2 separate regions of the Sus scrofa genome follow, and region 1 is linked to region 2. A link is a contact called in public promoter capture Hi-C data. All regions are on one chromosome and are shown on one strand. Each heading gives the region's core, a stretch centred on a gene start, on an enhancer-like site or on the middle of the called end of the contact. The rest is flanking DNA. Distances are from core to core; before and after follow the strand shown.

Region 1 (3,582 bases), core at 128-2,627, 190 kb after region 2:
AGTAGACTGTAAAATGGGAATAATTACCCAGGGTCTCTGCATACAAGCTTATAAAGCAAATAATTGAAAACAAAAATTACATCACTGTTATTGCCTTTCCTTCACCTTACTGTAAAATTGAGACTCCAGGCCTGACAGCGCTAAGACTTTAACTGGATATTTAACAATTATATCTGCAGTAATTAAGGCAGGTATTAGAACAAACTGCCTACTACACAAAAATACAGAGAGAACAGTACTCATTTCTTAACTTTAGTAAATATTTATAGGACATCTATGACAAAGAGATATCTGTTAGGTACATGATATTGGTATTCGAAAACAGCTATAATGATAAGTACATACTGAAAAAAACACATTGATTTTTAAATACTATATAAATCAGTTCCGGTCGGAAACTCAGAGACTAACACATCTGGAACACTGCAGATGAGGAAATCACACTAACAGATAGCTGTGTGCCAGTCACTATTATCTTTTTTTTCTGGCCTGGCCCCGGCCATGCGGAAGTTCCTGGGCCAGGAATCAAACCTAGCCACAGCGGTGACAAAGCCGAAACCGTAATCGCTAAGCCACCAGGGAATTCCCTATGCCATCTTACTTAATTCACGGAGTAGGTTTATGGTATTATCTTCGTTGTACTGCTAAGGAAAGGCAGGCATACTCTGGCCAGGTTCCCACACCCTAGCAGCTTGAGCCCAGAGCTTGTACTTTTAGCAGCAGAATGACCTGCAGTCTTAATTCCCAACGTGAAGTCCAGCCCTCTGACCGGTCTTCAGTGTAATTCCATAGTAGATGCGGGTATTACGGTGAATATCAGTACACGGGCTGTTAGCCAAGCGAACACGCCTAACTGCAATGTGCTTGCTTTCTAGTACATAAAATGGGGATGACCATAAAACCCCTACATTATCAGGGCGTTGTAAGTTTAAGTGAGTCAATATCTGCAAGGCTCTCACAAAAGCCTTGTGCTACCCAAGCGTTTGTTCAAAGTTTAATCCTGACAGGCGCCTGATGGATGGCGTAAGGACTACGGCCAGGAGCCCGGGCCTGTCCTCCTCCCGCCAATCGCCGGGGCTACAGTTAAGGCCTCCAACTACCGCCTCTCCAAGGCCGGGCCCGCCCCACTCCCTCCGCCCCGCGGGCCGCGCGGAGCCCTTGCGGCATCCCGGGAGCGGAGGCCAAAGCCGCGCTCGCCACACCGTTGGCGGGTGAGCGCCGCCCTGCCGCGCCCAGCTTGCGCCTCTGGTGCCTCGGAGCACCTGCCCGCGCACCCCAGGGCCACTCACCGCGCCTGCCGTCCGCGGCCCTCGCTCGCCCGCCCGGCGTCCCTCGCGCCACCGGAAGTGCGAGCGCGCCGTTTGTCTGTGCCTCGCGGTCGCTCTAGGAACTTGGCGGATCGACCCTCTATGGTGCCTGGCCCACCGGAAAAAAGAAACCCTTTTCTTTTTGCCATTTTGTTTTCCCCTCGGAAGGCGTCCTGTGGCCCTCAGGACCGCAAGACTTGTGGTCTTCTCCCTTTGTGATGGAGGAGCGACCCACAGGGTGGGGGAGTGGCAGCCCGTGTGGTCAAGGTTTTGAAAGGCAACACCAGCCGGTCTGACCCCGAGGCTCCATTCTTTCGACAAATGTGGAGCACTTATTAATTACATAGAGGTACTTCTGGAGAGCCTAAACTATTTCTGATATTTTTCATGAGCCAATTATTTAATTCTTACCAAAAAAACCCCTACAAGATAGGAACGAGAGTACTCATTTTACAGTTAGGGAGGCCAAGGCTTAGAGTAGAAATCGCCTCACGTTCACACTATGTAAGTTGATGGCCAAAGATCTGTACCCGTCTTTTTGGCTCCAGAGTCTCATGATTTTCAACACACTGCCTTGTTTCTCTTTAGTAATGATGTCTCCTGATTCTGTTCTGTTACAGCCAACCACCTCTACCAACCTGTGCAAGTTCACCTGATCTGTGTCCTCCTTCCACCTGCAGAACTCCAAATCTAATGGCTTCAGATACCATCTGTATATGCTGAAGACTCCCAAACTGGTAACTCCAGTCAAACCTTGGGATGCAAATACTGTTGAACTCTAGACTTATATATCGAGTTGATTACTCGGTGTCTTTTGCATGTGTGATGAACATCCAAACCTAACAAAGCCCCAGATGAACTTCTGATATTCACCTAACCTGTTCATTCAACAGTCTTCAACCCAGCAGTTGATGGTGACTCCATCTTTTCAGTTACTCAAGTCAAAAATATTGATGTCATTGTTTCTCTTTTCACCCCAAATCCAAATCCAAGCCATCTGTAATTCTGTTGGTACTGTCTTCCAAATATATCCAGAATAGAGCCACTTTCAGCATCTCCACTGCTATAACCTCCACCAAGCTCCTGTTATGACCTGTCTGGATTGTTGCATTGGCTTTCTCACTGGTCTCTCTATGTCTACTCACAGCCCCAGAGTGATCCTCCTAAAACTCAAGTCAAATCTTGTCATTCATTTTGTTCAAAATCTTCCAAAGGCTTCCCATGTTATTAGAGCAAAGCCCATGCCCTCACAGGGGTACACAAAGCCATCTCTTGTTCCTTGTTGTATCAGTGCTCAGAAGGTAGCAGGCACTCACAAGTATCTGTTGAATGAATGAATTTGTAAGATGCTCATTATTTAGGAAGTGCTTTTACATCTATTTTCTGGTCATTCATCTTTACTAGAGTTTCATGAAGCACGGAGGACCTTCATATCTGCCTTACAGTAAAATGAGGCTGAGGGAAACTTGCCTGAAGTAACACAGAGAGTTGATGGCAGAGGTCGGACTAGATTAGAGGTTCAGCTCTCAGCTAGAGCTTTCTGCTCTGCAGATGGCAAAGCATTGAAACTGACTAAGGCCCAGACAAGGCATGTCAATTCAATAATCTAGATGATAGCTGGACTGTTGTAAAAATTAAAATAGATAATGCCAGGCACTTCACACAATGCCTAACATATAATAAATAAGAGGCATTGTTATTTTATTATTAAATTATTATTACGAGTGGTTGATGCTGGTGGCTGGAGGAGGGAGTGTAGGGGAGAATGGCCAAAGACAGTTTAGGAAGAGTTTCTAAAACAAAAATTACCTGCTGGGACTGTTCACTCTATGTACATTAAAGTAATAAGAAAAACTTATTTTACTAGTTTATAAAATTTATTTATTTTATTAGTAAGAGAGTCACTAATTAAATCTAACTTCATGTTCCCATAAAGGTGGATTATCCTTTCTACCTGCACCTGAAAACAACTGGGCCAGCTGCAGAAGGCCCAGAGATGTGTAGATTAGAGAGGTGCAGAATTGGATAAAGTAAGGTGAACTTTAAAAAGGAAGAAATAAAAGTTGGGAAATAAAGGGCTGTAGGTAGCCAAGAGTTGGCAGAATTGGGGGTAAGGATGGAGAGAGGCAAGAGATAGAAAAGGATATGGGTGGAGGGAAGGAGGAAGAATAAAAGGAAACAGGAAAAAAGAGAGGGAGAGAAAACTGCAGGGTTTTAGGCCCTCGATTTATTTGTTAGTATAATAATAGCCAACACTTACTGAGTGCTTATTATG
Region 2 (3,557 bases), core at 792-3,291:
CTTAGGGCGGGGAAATAACGTACAGAGGGATGGTTTCATCCTTCTTCCAATGACCCTGTTATGGGTCAAAGCACAGTGTCTCCTCTCCAAGAAGACACACCTTGGCGTGAACACAATGAAGTGTGTGGTGTGTGGAGAATGGACCCACTGGGGACTGCTTATAAAGGGGAAGGAGTCTACCCCCCCTGCCAGAAGTGTTGGGGGAAATCCATGAAACAAGGATAATAAATGAGGGTGCTTCAGAAATGGGTGTCATCATCCCAAATGGATAACTCATTAGCCTTCCTATACCACCATCCTCTGGCCAGTTCCCTGGTTGGGGAAACCAAACAATAGGAGTTTGTTCTTATACTCAACATCTAACTCTTCTAGAAGGGAGCTGAAGTCAGCTTAATGTGTTAAACTTGGCCAAGTGCCAGGTTGGTTTATAGCAAGGTTCTGAGACTGTTGGGTAGGAATCAAACCCACTTAGTTTATAATCTGGAAGAGTAGACTATTATTTGCTTACTTTAGGCTCTGCAGACCTAAAACATCGTTCCCAAATTTTTATCCAACAAGTATTGGTTGAACCATATGGAATTGCCAATTTTGTTTGTCAACAATAGTCAACTATGAGCAATTCCTTATGGTTCAAACTAATAATCAAGGAAGTGGTGAAAAGACAGCCTTTTGAAGTCTAAATTTTTGGGGTCCAGTTCAGGAGCTGAGGGTAGCAGAAGGGAACAGATATTTCCTGGGCACCTGCAGTGCTTTGGGACTATCCCAATAGTCATGCTAGTGGACTGGGCACGTCCCATTAGACACTCAGGGAGGAAATGACCCGCCATGCTCATGGAAAAAGCCACAGGGCTCAAATTCATGTCCAGGTCAGCATCAGGAGCCCACTTCAGAATGAATCTACCTGTGCATGGGCTCACAGCTTCTGGCACCCCAGACTAGAGGTGCCATAAGCACTGGCTCCCTTTGCTCCTTGAACTCCCCCAGCTCCAGGGTCTCTAGTGAGGATGCGAGTGGAAAAACCCTCCTTGGTCTTCTCCTCTGAGCCCTCACACCCTGGGTGGAAGTGTTCCCTGCTGTACACTCTGCTGGGAGCTAGTGACGACCTCTGGGGTTGCAAAAGACTTCTCCTGGCCTGGGTTGTCTTGTTCTTTTTCTCTGCATTCCTCTGGGAACCTGTCCTGAGAATGTGAGCTGCCCAGGTGTGGAGACATAAGCTAGTGCCACTCTGGGCCACCAGCTGGGTTTGGGCTCATCCGGGCTCCTGGACCAACCTGAAGCCAACCCTTGCACTTTACATTTGGGGAAACTGAGGCCCAGAGATGGGAGAGAGTAAGCTAGAGGTCAGGCCCAGATGGAACTCAGGCCTCTGGACTTCCAGATCTGCATGTTCTCCTGAGATTCTGAGGTACTCCGAGGTGCCATGCGTGGAGCCCTATGAGGTGGGGCACAAGAAACGCTGCTCACAGCACTTGCCCAGTTAAGGGACCTTTCAGAGGCTCGAGGAACCCACTAGTAAAACGGATAGCAAATCTTGCACCGTCTCCTACTCCCAGGGGAGAGGCACGGCGCCCTGCTGACCTCACCCAGGAAGACCTCCTCCCCAAACTTGGGTCCCAGCTGCCCGGACGGCTCCTGGACAAGCCCGCACTCGGCCCCAGCTGCCCAGCCCATCGGGGACACGCGTCCTCACCGCGCCGCGCTCGAAGTCATTGTAGAAAGGCTTGTCCAGCAGGTGCTTCTCGCTGCAGCCCGCGGAGCCCACGAGGCTAAGGTAGATATAGTCGTCGGTGCCCGCAAACCACTGGCTGCCGGTGGCCACAGTGACGGTATAGGAGGGCATAGCGGCGGGCAGCGAGGGTCGTGTGCGCAGCGAGCACTGGCAGCCTCGACGTGCCGGTCCGCGCGACAGCACCTAGCCTGCGCAGCACAGCTGCTTCCTCTCTCCGCCGTCGGGCGCCCCTGCAACCCCCGCCCGCTGGGCCCCGCCCCCGCCCCGTGCCTCTGCCCCCGCCCCGCCCCGTGCCTCTGCCCCCGCCCCGGCCCCGCCCCGCCCTCCTGCCCTTCTGACCTCGCGGGCCGGACCTCCAAATCGGTAAGGGTCACCCATTTCTGCTTCTCACCTCCTCCGCTTGGCTTCTTTTTAGCAGTCAAGGGACTGGGGTCACCTCAGCTGCTATCCCCTCCTCCCGCCGTTCATTCATTCATTCATTCACTCAGTTTCTCATTTATTGTTTTCACTCTTCACCCTTCCTTCCTGCCTCGGCTTCCCTGACTTCCCTCGGTGCCAGGTTCCTATGAAACATTAGGGCTCCAGGACTCCGAGAAAACCAGACATAGTCCCTGCTCCCACTGAGTTCCCAGTGGGAGTGGGAGGCCACGTGCTTGGGGAAGTTACCCGCTCTGTGATTACTTAGAGCAGGGGTGTTCTGGGAGTCTGCAGCGGGAAGAAGAACCCACCTGGGGAGTTAGGAAAGCTTTTGGACGGGGCCACACCTGAGCTGGTACTCCGGGACCTAGAGACTTCCGTGGGCATTGGCTTCTTCCGCAGACTCGGCTGAATGTCACTCCAGGCTAAGGGCAGTGGGCGCTGAGGTGAGTCAGATGCCAGCCACGCTCAAGCCTGGAGATTGTCAGTGACAGGTAGGGTAGCCAGAGAGAGGGAAGCCAGGAAGAGGAAACTGGAGTCCGGAGATCTACAGGGTTGTCTGGAGGAGGTCTGAGCGCTCCTAGAGGCGAGGAGTTGAAGAAACCTGAGGGTTGGGAGGCTGGGCGTGTAAGGGGAAAGGAATTAGACTTGTTCCGAGATGGCTCATGGGAGTGGACCCATGCATGGCAGGAAGTCCTAGGGAAGAAGATGTGGAGTTCACAGAAGGATGCTCCACGAGTTACAGCCAGTACTTGGGAACCCCGCTGCCTGGTGGAGTAATTGTGGGTTTTCTAACTGATGATGGGCAGAGGCCTGGGAGGGATGGTGGAAGGCTTTGTGCACGAGAGGGAAGCTTCCCTCAGGTGGTAAGCTTTCCAACTGCTGTGACATGTTCCCCAAATCTTCTATATTCGCCTATACCTCCCCCACTCCCTCTCCGTTACCGGAACTGCGTCTGACTGTGGTGCACATTCAGTAATGTATTGATCTAAATTTAAAAATAAGTTAATTCCATGCGAGATGGTGGTGGGTATGTCAAGTCACCTGTTTTGAAAACCTGGGCTCCTTCTGGTGGCAAATCCTGCTTCCTCCTCTGCCTGGCAGGACCACCACTCTGGGTAGAGAAAGAGTACCTGCCATTCTCTACAGATGGGAAGTGAGGGCAGAGTTCAGTGGGACTGATTTTATTTATCAAAAGACAACACCAGAGGGATTCTCTGGGAATCAAAGTGTAGCACGTGAAAGACTCTGGACACAGTTGAGATAGGGTAGATGAAGATGGCACAAAAGTGGGATCCAGGCAAAATATGTATTCCAGGAAACCCTGGAGAGGGTGTGAAGGATGGCTATAGAATTGCCCTTTGAATCTAAGAAAAAAACGGTTATTGTTTTCCTAAAGAAAGGAACTACA

What was found. Promoter capture Hi-C pulls out the DNA fragments that hold promoters and counts their contacts.
Region 1: a promoter capture Hi-C map of fetal liver shows a contact between it and region 2, with 4 times the contacts expected there. The contact joins the promoter of ZNF22 here to the promoter of LOC100152956 in region 2. A contact is called at or near these places in 1 of 5 promoter capture datasets (fetal liver) and 1 of 2 datasets of contacts at active chromatin or transcription factors (alveolar macrophages).

Annotation. Positions count from the first base shown.
Region 1 is chr14:91,095,511-91,099,092 of Sscrofa11.1, forward strand. It overlaps ZNF22 (zinc finger protein 22), which reads right to left and starts at 1,378. Exons shown (of 2, transcript XM_003483520.4): 1 at 1,290-1,378.
Region 2 is chr14:90,905,125-90,908,681 of Sscrofa11.1, forward strand. It overlaps LOC100152956 (olfactory receptor 6C74-like), which reads left to right and starts at 2,042. Exons shown (of 5, transcript XM_021073091.1): 1 at 2,042-2,092. ALOX5 (arachidonate 5-lipoxygenase) reads right to left here and starts at 1,960. Exons shown (of 15, transcript XM_021072736.1): 1 at 1,691-1,960. The coding sequence starts at 1,840.